Linked DNA regions of Rattus norvegicus: region 1 is linked to region 2. The links are chromatin contacts, called in public Hi-C maps. All regions are on one chromosome and are shown on one strand. The core of a region is the stretch at or near the end of the contact, and the rest is flanking DNA. Distances in the headings are between cores, read along the strand shown.

The links. A called contact is a pair of places that touch in the nucleus more often than the background predicts.
Region 1: a contact with region 2 is called in a Hi-C map of the A7r5 cell line, with 5 times the contacts expected there. The contact joins two enhancer-like sites. A contact is called at or near these places in 7 of 12 Hi-C or Micro-C datasets (the A7r5 cell line, the Rat2 cell line, Schwann cells and 4 more).

The regions. Positions count from the first base shown.
Region 1 is chr13:45,538,564-45,543,421 of GRCr8, reverse strand. No RefSeq gene overlaps it. Among named protein-coding and RNA genes, the nearest start is that of Fam72a, 21 kb to the right of the region's middle. Within about 2 kb of position 2,086, at least 39 of the 93 cell types and tissues checked have an H3K27ac peak or open chromatin away from gene starts, as enhancers often do. A contact at or near this core is called in the A7r5 cell line and Schwann cells, where this site is marked.
Region 2 is chr13:45,185,952-45,190,699 of GRCr8, reverse strand. Eif2d (eukaryotic translation initiation factor 2D) reads right to left here. Exons shown (of 15, transcript NM_001017489.1): 15 at 3,596-3,765. The coding sequence ends at 3,698. It overlaps Rassf5 (Ras association domain family member 5), which reads left to right. Exons shown (of 6, transcript NM_019365.4): 6 at 1-895. Among named protein-coding and RNA genes, the nearest start is that of Eif2d, 20 kb to the right of the region's middle. Within about 2 kb of position 2,254, at least 13 of the 93 cell types and tissues checked have an H3K27ac peak or open chromatin away from gene starts, as enhancers often do. A contact at or near this core is called in the A7r5 cell line and Schwann cells, where this site is marked.

The sequences.
Region 1 (4,858 bases), core at 837-3,336, 350 kb before region 2:
CAGGCTGAAAGGAACAGAGCCAGCTCTCTCCTGGCAGTAGTGCAGTAGGTAATGAGGGGGACAGGGAGGGGATGTGGTGCACATCTGTAATCTGAACACTTGGGAGACGGAGCTAGTGGGTCTCTGAGTTCAAGGCCATCCTGGTCTATACAGCCAGTTCCAAGAAAGCCAGGACAACACAGAGAAATCCTGTCTTGACAGAAAACAAACACAAACAAAAAAATTATTTCAGTAATTCTATTTCTGGGAATTTATCCCACTAATATTCCAAGCATGTTTAAAGACAAGTAGAAAAATATCCATTGCTGTATTATTTATAAGGGCAACTGAGTCAAGAGAATCAAGTGTTCGAGGCCGGCCTTAGCTACTATCGTACCAGGAATTGTTCATGACTCCCAGAAGACCACCAAGGAGCCAAATTCAATGCAGTTGCTTTAGGGTCTTTTTATTCAAGCTCGAGCTTGGGCTCCCCGGCAACCCTGACACGGCAGAAAGGTGAGCTCTGAGCCTAGTTTTAGGCAAGCATTTATAGAGGCAAGAAGAGGGTATCTAGCCTGATACACATCTGATTGGGGGGCCATTTTGGCCTTTAACATAATTTGCTGGTGCTGGGAGCCAAACCATAAACGTCTGCTTTCTTCCTGATTGGTGGTTGTTAGGAAGTGAAGTGTCAGGGGCGGGCTCGTAACCTGGAGGTGCAGATTTGTTGTGGAATAACCTAGAAATTGGTGCTTAGACACAGGTCTTGCTGGGGGGTAACCTGGAAACTAGTGCTAGGTACAGGCCTGTTAGTTTGCTTGAGTTCAACCTTAGGTCAGGGTCTCTAAGATGGAGTCTGAACTACAAAGTGAGTTCAAATTTTAATATCTGGTCCTAAGGTTTCCATGACACCAGAGCCAGGAAGAAGTCCCACGGGTCATTATTCCACCCTAGATGAGAACCATCTCCTCCTCCATTTCTTGAGACACGGTCCCACTATGTACCCCTAGTTGACCTAGATCTCGTTATGTAGACCAGGCTAGCCTAAAACTCACAGAGATCTGAGTGCTGGGATTAAAGCATGCCCCACCACACTGAGTGATGAAAAATTTCATGACCGTTTTGGGAAATTTTCTCCTTTCTTATTCTTTCTGCTTTCAAAGCCACAGACAATACCCCCCTTCAGTGAGTTCAGATTTTATCCAAAGATGCATGATCATTCTGCAAGAAACACTTGAGAGTGAGAAATTATTAAAGACTTACCTAACCTGCTTAGGTTAAAGAGGAAGGTAATTAATATTTGAATGGATATTTCCACACCAGAGACAGAACGACAAAGACGTTTTTTCCCTTGACAACTTCCCCTTTCACCAAATTTCCCTCTGTAAGTGTTTGACTCCTGTGTTGTGGAATGTTGGTCGCTGATTGCAGTTTGAATGTAGGGGCCACCAGAGGTCGCTGACAGGAGCGGGTAACCACGGGTAGTCTCCCTTGGCACACTAACAGTCTTCGCGTAGAAACAACCAAGTTCCTGGCCTCTGTTCAGCGAACCAACCCCGAAGCACAGAAAAGAACGCAAGTTGCAACCCAAGGAAGGAAGCGTTAGAATCCAAGGGCCTGGAATCAAAGAAAACATATTTAAATGGAAACCAGGCTGCTACTAGTGCTCAGGAAAGGCTAGAGCAGGCAGAGAAAAGGGGGTGGATGATCTAAGCATAGGCTCTCTTGGCTATAGGAGCTTGGTAAGAGCTCTGCCCCTAAATTCTGTCACCAATGGAAAACAGAACGGAAGTCTGTAATAAGAGCCAAGCCTGGGGGGAGGGGGGAGTGCGGGGCTGGGGGCGCGGGGGGGCGGGGCTGAGGGGGGCGGGGGGGCGGGGCTGAGGGGGGCTTGCCCCAGATGGGTGTGCCCTTTGTATATTCAATGCTGTGGCCTGCTCAGCAAATTTGTGCTTCTCTATTCCTTGGGCTGCTGTCTATTTTAGTATCCAGGAAACATTTGATCTCAAGCAGTTCAGAAGCTCTGTTTCCTGCTCATGCTGGTCTAGACCTAGAGGAAAGGAATAGTTGTGCTAGTTGGTTTGCTCGTGGGTGCTCTTGGTCAGCAATTCCTGTTCCTTTGCTCCACCTAGTGGATCTCCAGGCTAGAAGAGGCTCTAAGAGACCTGTGATGAGAGACGTGTACTTTTGCTGGGAACTCTAAACCTCTGTCAGATTTCTCATCGTTAATACTGGATTCCAGTATGTTCTTGTTCACATTGATTGCATTTTCACAGAAGCTAAAGGCGTGCTTGTGAGTCGGCAAAATCTAATGTACTCTTTTTTCTTTTTTAACGATAGAAATAACATTATATAATTAGAAGCCCTATGCCAGCACAGAAAAAGCATATTCCATTCATAATTCTATCCTCTGATGTTCAAACCCAGTCAAAGTTCCACAAGGTCATTTAATTGAATAATGGCCTGTATAGTACTTCAGAGGCTCCTTTGAACAATAATTGGTCAGATAGTCATGTGACTATTGTTCAGGAGGTTTCACAGGTATAAAACAGATGAAAGGACATAGAGATGTGTGGCAATGCTGAGAATCTTAGGTCCTGAGGGATTCTGAACAGCTGACTCACACAGATCCAAATGCGGAGATCTAAATCACTATCAGTGTAGGCTTAGGACTTTAGTGTCCACGACATAAATGCAGCAGTCTATACCTACTTTCTAGTCTACCATGCCTCTGTCATCGGTATCATAGTTCTTCAAGCCGTCACTCTTTATTCTCTGTTTATATTCAATATGTAAGCTTTTCTATGGGTTGAATTTTGTTGTTGTTTAAAGACAAGGCCTCATGTAGCTAAGGTTAGCCTCAAACTCACTATGTAGCCAAGGATTACTTTGGAGTCTTGATCCTTCTGCCTTCACCTTTAGTGCTGACGTTGCTGGAGTGCATCGCCGTGTCTAGCTTCTGGGTTTAATTTTGTCCCCACTAATATACATCTGTTAAAGTCTGAACTCTCAGTATTTCAGAACAAGGACTTCTTTGGAGATAAATGCTGGTGTCCTTATAAAAAAAGGAAATTGGAGACAGACATGCACAAAGGAAGGACACCATGTGAAAACAGCCATCTGCAAGCCAAGGAGAGAAGCCAGGAACAGACTCTTCCGGCAAAGCTCTCAGAAAGATCCAGCTTGCCAACACCCCGATCTTGTGCTTCCAGCCCCTAGAACCAGGAGACAATATATCTCTGCTGTTTAAGTCCCCTAGCTTGGAGTGCTTTGTCACAGCAGCCCTTGCAAATGAATGTCATTGGTTCTGGCCGATGAATAAGAAGTTCTCTGCAAAAAAAAAATATATATATATATATATGTGTGTATATATATATATATATATAATGAAATGAATCTGTGGAATGTTAGAGTTGGACGGCATCTCAGGAAGCGAAGCGTATTGCTTAACCCTTTTGTTTTGAAACAACGTTCAAGGCCACACAGCGATTAGGGCTTAGTCCCCCTTTCAGCTCAGCTTCCAGTCCATCAGTGTCCTATTACATTCTGCCAACAAAGTTAATGATTGGCAAAATCTGCCAGTGGTGGTGATTACATCCAGAGTGTTGGCATCTTCTGGGGGGAATGGTATATAAGTCTTTAGCCCTCCTAAATATTTGCAGATAGAAATATTTGCTGGGTAGGGGGATTACCTGCTAGCTGGCTGGCATACAGATCAGTGAGCAGTAGAACAGCATTGACCTCTGGCTGGGCACATGGGCTCCAGCATACTCCTCAGGTGAAGGTCTGGCTCCACCCCACCGAGGATGATTCAGCAGAATGGTGGTTTATCAACGGACAAGTCAGAAGCTCAGGTTCTTTCGATCAGAGTGGGGGAAAAGGGATGCAGAGTCTGAGTAATGTTTCATCATGAGTGTGGACACTTGATAGACTAGTAAGTGTGCTCCTGAGAAAGCACATGACCCAAGTCATTGCTGGAGATTCCAAACCAGCCATCACCTGGGATCACAGAGTTCTAGTATCAGACCAAGAATCCAGCTTCAACTCTGCAGCAGAGACTTTTAAGAAGTCTCAGGGACAATTGGCACCGAACTCACAAACCGCCAAAAGGAAAAATGTATCAGTATAATTTGATCATCAATTACACTTGATTCACAGTCCCAGACTGGGTAGGAGTGGAAATATCTACACATTTATATATTTAAGATACAACTTTTATGTCACCAAGAATTCAGTTCTGTCTGAGTTATACAGACAGTGATAGTTGTTTTCCCTTGACTGAGGACTAAGCAATATTATTTTGGTCAGAGAGTAAATGCTACAGCAGGCTGCTTAGTGATTGCTTTTTCTTTAACCCTCTTGCCTCTCACTGAAACACTGGCTGTTCTCTTCCTGGCGAATAGAAGGGGCATCCACAGTTTATAACTAAGAAGTGCTGACCACTGTTTTACTTCATAAAGTGTTACTGAGGGTGTCTCTCTGGGTATTTAAGGAGGATATCCCTCTCTTTGAGAGTATGAACTACTTGTGTGTATGCTTTTCCCTGCAGGAATGGTCTCTTGTACCATAAGGGCAAAGGATTAAATATAGTTGTGGTAGGTAGATGCTGCAACAATCCGTCCTGTACCATGTGACTTTTAGCAATGTGACTTAGCCACAACTCCCATAAAGAGATGAAGTCTATTTTTCTCTCCCCTGAATCAAGACCATTCTTATGATTGACTTTGACCAACAGAATGAGGCAAAAGTGTGACTTCCAGATTTAGCTCACATTTTTAACCTCTTAGAGGGCAGCCACTACATAAAAACCAGACAGAACCCTCAAGCTAGATTACTGAAATGGTGGGAAGACGAACCTAGGAAAAAGGGTTTAGCATTT
Region 2 (4,748 bases), core at 1,005-3,504:
AAGATTCGAAATTATTAGACTGCACTGACAGCATCAGATTAGGACTCCAACTCTTGACTAATTCAAACTTAAAACAAATTAGCCAGACTATACCACCCAGTAGCCAGGACACAAAGACGCTCAATATGGAGGGAGAAAAACTTGTCCTTTTAGAAGAAGGCCAGTGTTCCAATCGAGCCTCCAGAGGAGACCGCTTTCATGTTGTGCTTGCCTTTCCACACCCCTCGGGTTGTTTTAAGCCCAAGCTTCTCTGTGTAGCCTAAAAAGTTCCCTCCCAGCCCAGGCTGAGGCCACATTGCTCCTGTCCCAGAAGAATGCCAAATCCCTGTCATTCCAAGTTTTCAGAGCTGCAAAAGCACCATGAGCTAGCGACTCTGAGGCTGTGCATGCCATAGCCCCTGGCTCCCTGCCGCCTCAGGCTCAGCCTTACACTCCCCTCCCTTGAGAAGTCCCCTTTCTGCTGTGTATTACAGGGACATACGGAAACTCATTCCCTTCATCCTGCATGTGTGTAGCATTAGGAGAAGGCATGGCTCCTGCTGCAAACACTGTGAATGCTGCTCAGACCTCCCTCCATGGATGGCTATTTTATTTTTGACAAGAAAAAAAATTCATGTATATATAAAATGTATATACATATATATGTATATACACATAGAGGCATATAGCTATATATAAAGAAAAGGTGTTTATTCAGAAAGGGATGATCAGATTCAGACTTTAAAGCACAGTTAGACCCAGGACCTCTACTGAGGTTGAGCCGCTGGAAACGTGGAGTTCCTTAAGTCTCAGAGGGGTCTAACTGCTGGTAGTGCCTTCTATGGTTGTATGGCTCTGTGGTTGGTTGTTTTGAGAATATTTTCTTTCTAAATGTTTTTCTTATACATGGTTTTTTTTTTTAAATGAGTAATAAAAGCTTACTGTAAAAACAATTCACCATGGAAATGTCCTCATTGAATGTCCTCATTGAATGTCACCATCTTATGGAGAGTGGGCCGGAGAGAGGAAGACTGAGTAAGCTTGGGAAGGAAGGCTACCATTCACATGCTTTTGAGAAAACAGTGGCTGGCTCGTCTCTGCGCTCCAGCCTGGAGAGGAGAGGAGACGTACAGCAAAGCACATGCTGGTGTTAGGAAGAGCAGGGCTTTCTGGACACAAAGATAATAGCACTTCTCCTCTGAAAGTATTGACTGCGATGAAGATGACGATGATGACGACAATGATGTGAATGTGTCATTGATGATTTCAGCTGCAGAGAGGGCTGAACTGGTCCCAAAGCAGCCTGCATTTTGGCCCCTCTGATTTCCAGCAAAGAAATCTCTTTAAATTTAAGAAATAGCCACATAAAGTTTTAACTAGGGAAACCACCACCTACCTTTCAGTGTTGCTTGTGTATCTCGCAATGCACGTGGCTTCAGGCTGCAGGGGCTCTTCAAAGCTTATCCAGTTCTGCCCCTCTCCAACAGGCATCCTTAAAATTAGCCAATCACAGGGCAGATGAGGTAGCTCAGTGGGTAAAGAGGTGCTTACTCACAAGCCTGCCAATCTGGGTCTGATCTGCTGGATCCCACATAGTGAAAGGAGAGACCAACTCCCACAAGTCTTCTGCTGGCCTCTTCATGTATGCTTTGGCAAATGTGTATCACATGTATACACACAATTTGTGTGTGTGTGTGTGTGTGTGTGTGTGTGTGTGTGTGTGTGTAGCCCTAGCTGTCCTGAACTCACTATATAAAACAAGCTGCCCTCAAACCAGAGATTTGCCCACCTCTGCCTCCTGTGTGCTGGGATTAAAGGTATCTGCCATTACATCAAGCTTAGACCCAAAACTTTCAGCCAACATCCAACCTCTGCCTAGCCTGGTCCTGCACATCTTGTTTTAGATCCAACCAGGTGGGTTTGCCTGGTCCCCACTATGTGAATCATATCCAGCCCCAGATCTAGCCTGGTCACCCTTGCCATACAGCCTCCACCAGCTACGGAAACAAACCAAGTGAGGAGGAAGCCGACAGAATCTTTGCCAGCTACTCATCGGACAGAGGATAAGGTCCAGAATACAGAACTCAAAACCCAGAAAGTCACGAAAGCAAACAATCCATTTTAAAAACTGGGCTAAGGAACTAACAAGAGGTTTCTCAAAAAGGAAAACAAAAACGGCTAATAACTACATAGAGAATCCATTCTAGTCTGACTCAGCCCCACCCTCTTACATATCTCCACGCCACCCACAGAGGGGAGAGGAAGGTGATTCAGTGCTAATGTGTCGCTATTCCTGGAAGAAACAGCCCGGCACAGGCCTGGCCTGGCACAGCAGAGTGCCACAGTGAAGAGCAGAAGCCCTTCACGGGCTTTGCGTCCAGCAGGGATTTGAACTTGCACAGCTCAGCCCCTCCAACGGCAGCAAAGCAGAGGAGGGTATGAGATGGCAGCTCAGTGCTTGACAAGGGACAACTGTCAGTACCGTCCACACGCCACTCCTCGAGCACAGCCCTGTGCAAAGGCCTGGCTGTGACAGGGTCCTGCTAGAGTGACCTTCTGGAAGGTACTTCCAGGTCCCATATGTGCAGTCCATGCAGACAGAATCAGTGAGAGTAAGAGATTTACTTCCCAGGGAAAAGGACTGTTCTTGGTTTCACAACAAGAACACTTCCTTCCTTCCTTCCTCCCTCCCTCCCTCCCTTCCTTCCTCCCTCCCTACCTTCCTTCCTTCCTCACTCCCTCCCTCCCTTCCTTTTCCTTCCTTCCCAGGTCTAAATGGGTTACTTGTTGGACAGAAGATGAGCAAGCTTCTTTTACCTCAGTGTGTAAAAAGATGAGAAAGATAAAAAGTAATTCATTCTTAACGGTAAAATCCAAGTTATACACAGAAGGCGTGTATAACTACACAGCTCTTATTACCGTCTCCACTGAGAGCCCTAGATGGAGAAATGACCTGCACAGACCAACGCGGGATGAGGGCTGGCTTTAAACACTGACTCATGTGCGATCGGATGAACACACAGGTCCTCTGTTATGCAGTGGTTTTAGGGAATTCCTGAGTCCTCTGCAGACTGAAGAGCCTGTCCATGAACCCAAGCTTAAGAAGCTGGGGCTAAGGAAGGCATTGTTCCTCTAAGACTTCATGACAGCAAAGCTACCATCTTGGAGTCACACTGCAAACTTACTCATTGGTGGCAGCGTGCTGTATGGAGCTGGGGAAGAATAAAGGTCACATAGAAACCCGTGTTCTGTGTTTGTACTGTTCTTATGTCCACTGGCTTAAAGTCTGCTGCAGCTCAGAGTTAACTCGTTTTGTTTGCTGTGGCTGTTAACAGAGAAACAGCCGGGCTGTTTTCTATGGACAGACCCAACAGAGGCAGGAAGGGACAACAGGGCAGGGCCTAGGAGGTTAATGAGGTTGTAGGAGCAGTAAGTAGGAAGCTGGGTCTATCTGGTAGAGGGGCTTTAGCAGCAGGAACGCTCTGCCTGCTGTGCTCTGGATGGACTTCCCTGGCTCTAGTGTGGAGCATGAACTCAATCACAGAAACCACATGAACATTTTCACTAAGTAACACGTAAGAGTGATTCAGATTTAGATTTGAAAGAAAAACTTTCAGTAAAGAATTACAGTTTTTATTTGCAAAAGTTGAAAATGCTCATATCAGTTACCAGCTCAGAACCTGGGTTCCCATGGGATCCACTGCATAAAATGAGTCTGTCACTTCTTGCCAGGTTTGGGGGCCTTTTCTAGGCCTTGGATGTATTTTCCAGGGAGCCGATACTCTTCTACAATCCAAAGAGAAAATCTTCAGCGGGGCCTGGTCTCAAGTCCCTACTGCCCATCCCTGTTTCCCACGTCCCTTGGGCTCTGTAACCTCCTGACCCTCCCTATCCACTAAGCCCAGTGTGCTCCTCCCTCTGTCAAGGACCTGTGATTCCAACACATGACCCACCTTCCACATCCTGTCCAAGCTCACCTGGTGACACCTTCTGAACTGGATCATTTACCACACACTGAGGTGAAGGGTGCATTTTGGTCATTTATACCTGCTGGCTACCAGCTAGATCAGTGGTTTTCAACCTTCCCACTGCTTTGACCCTTTAATACAGTCCTCCTGTTGTAGTGACCCCCAACCATAAATTATTTTTATTGCTACTTTGTAACTGTAACTTTGCTACTGTTATGAATCATAGTGTAAATATCTGTTTTCCCTGATAGTCTTGGGCAATGCCTGTGAATGGGCCATTCAACCCCAAAGGGGTCACAACCCACAAGCTAGAGCCACTGCTCTAGATGTGCTGAGAGGAAGGCCATGTGTCTGTTCAGGTGCATGTTCATCCACTGTCTTCTGTCTCTTCTTAGTCCCAAGCCCCCACATGAAGGAGCTCAGGGTTGGGCGCTAACTGCTGTGGGCCGTCATAGCATGAGATATCTCTGCTTATTAGGCATGTGCTATGTGCCCGTCCTGACTGTGGGACAGGCTTGAAAAACACAAGGTCTATCTCGAGTTCTATTTTGCAGAGGGTTCAGACATGACATGAAAAAAATCAGTGTCTGATCAGAAACATCACCGCAATGGGGAAGCACTGATGCTGGTAAGGTTTACTACATTCAAAGGGAATGGGCTACCCCGAGCTAAGCCGGTGAGCCTGCGAGGACAGACAAGACCAGGGCTATGAGGCACACAACACAAGGGGACGGCAGGTAAAAGAAGGGAGATGTCAAGTGCCCAGGGTATTTGTGAACAGTAGGAAAGTGGCTGGGGTAG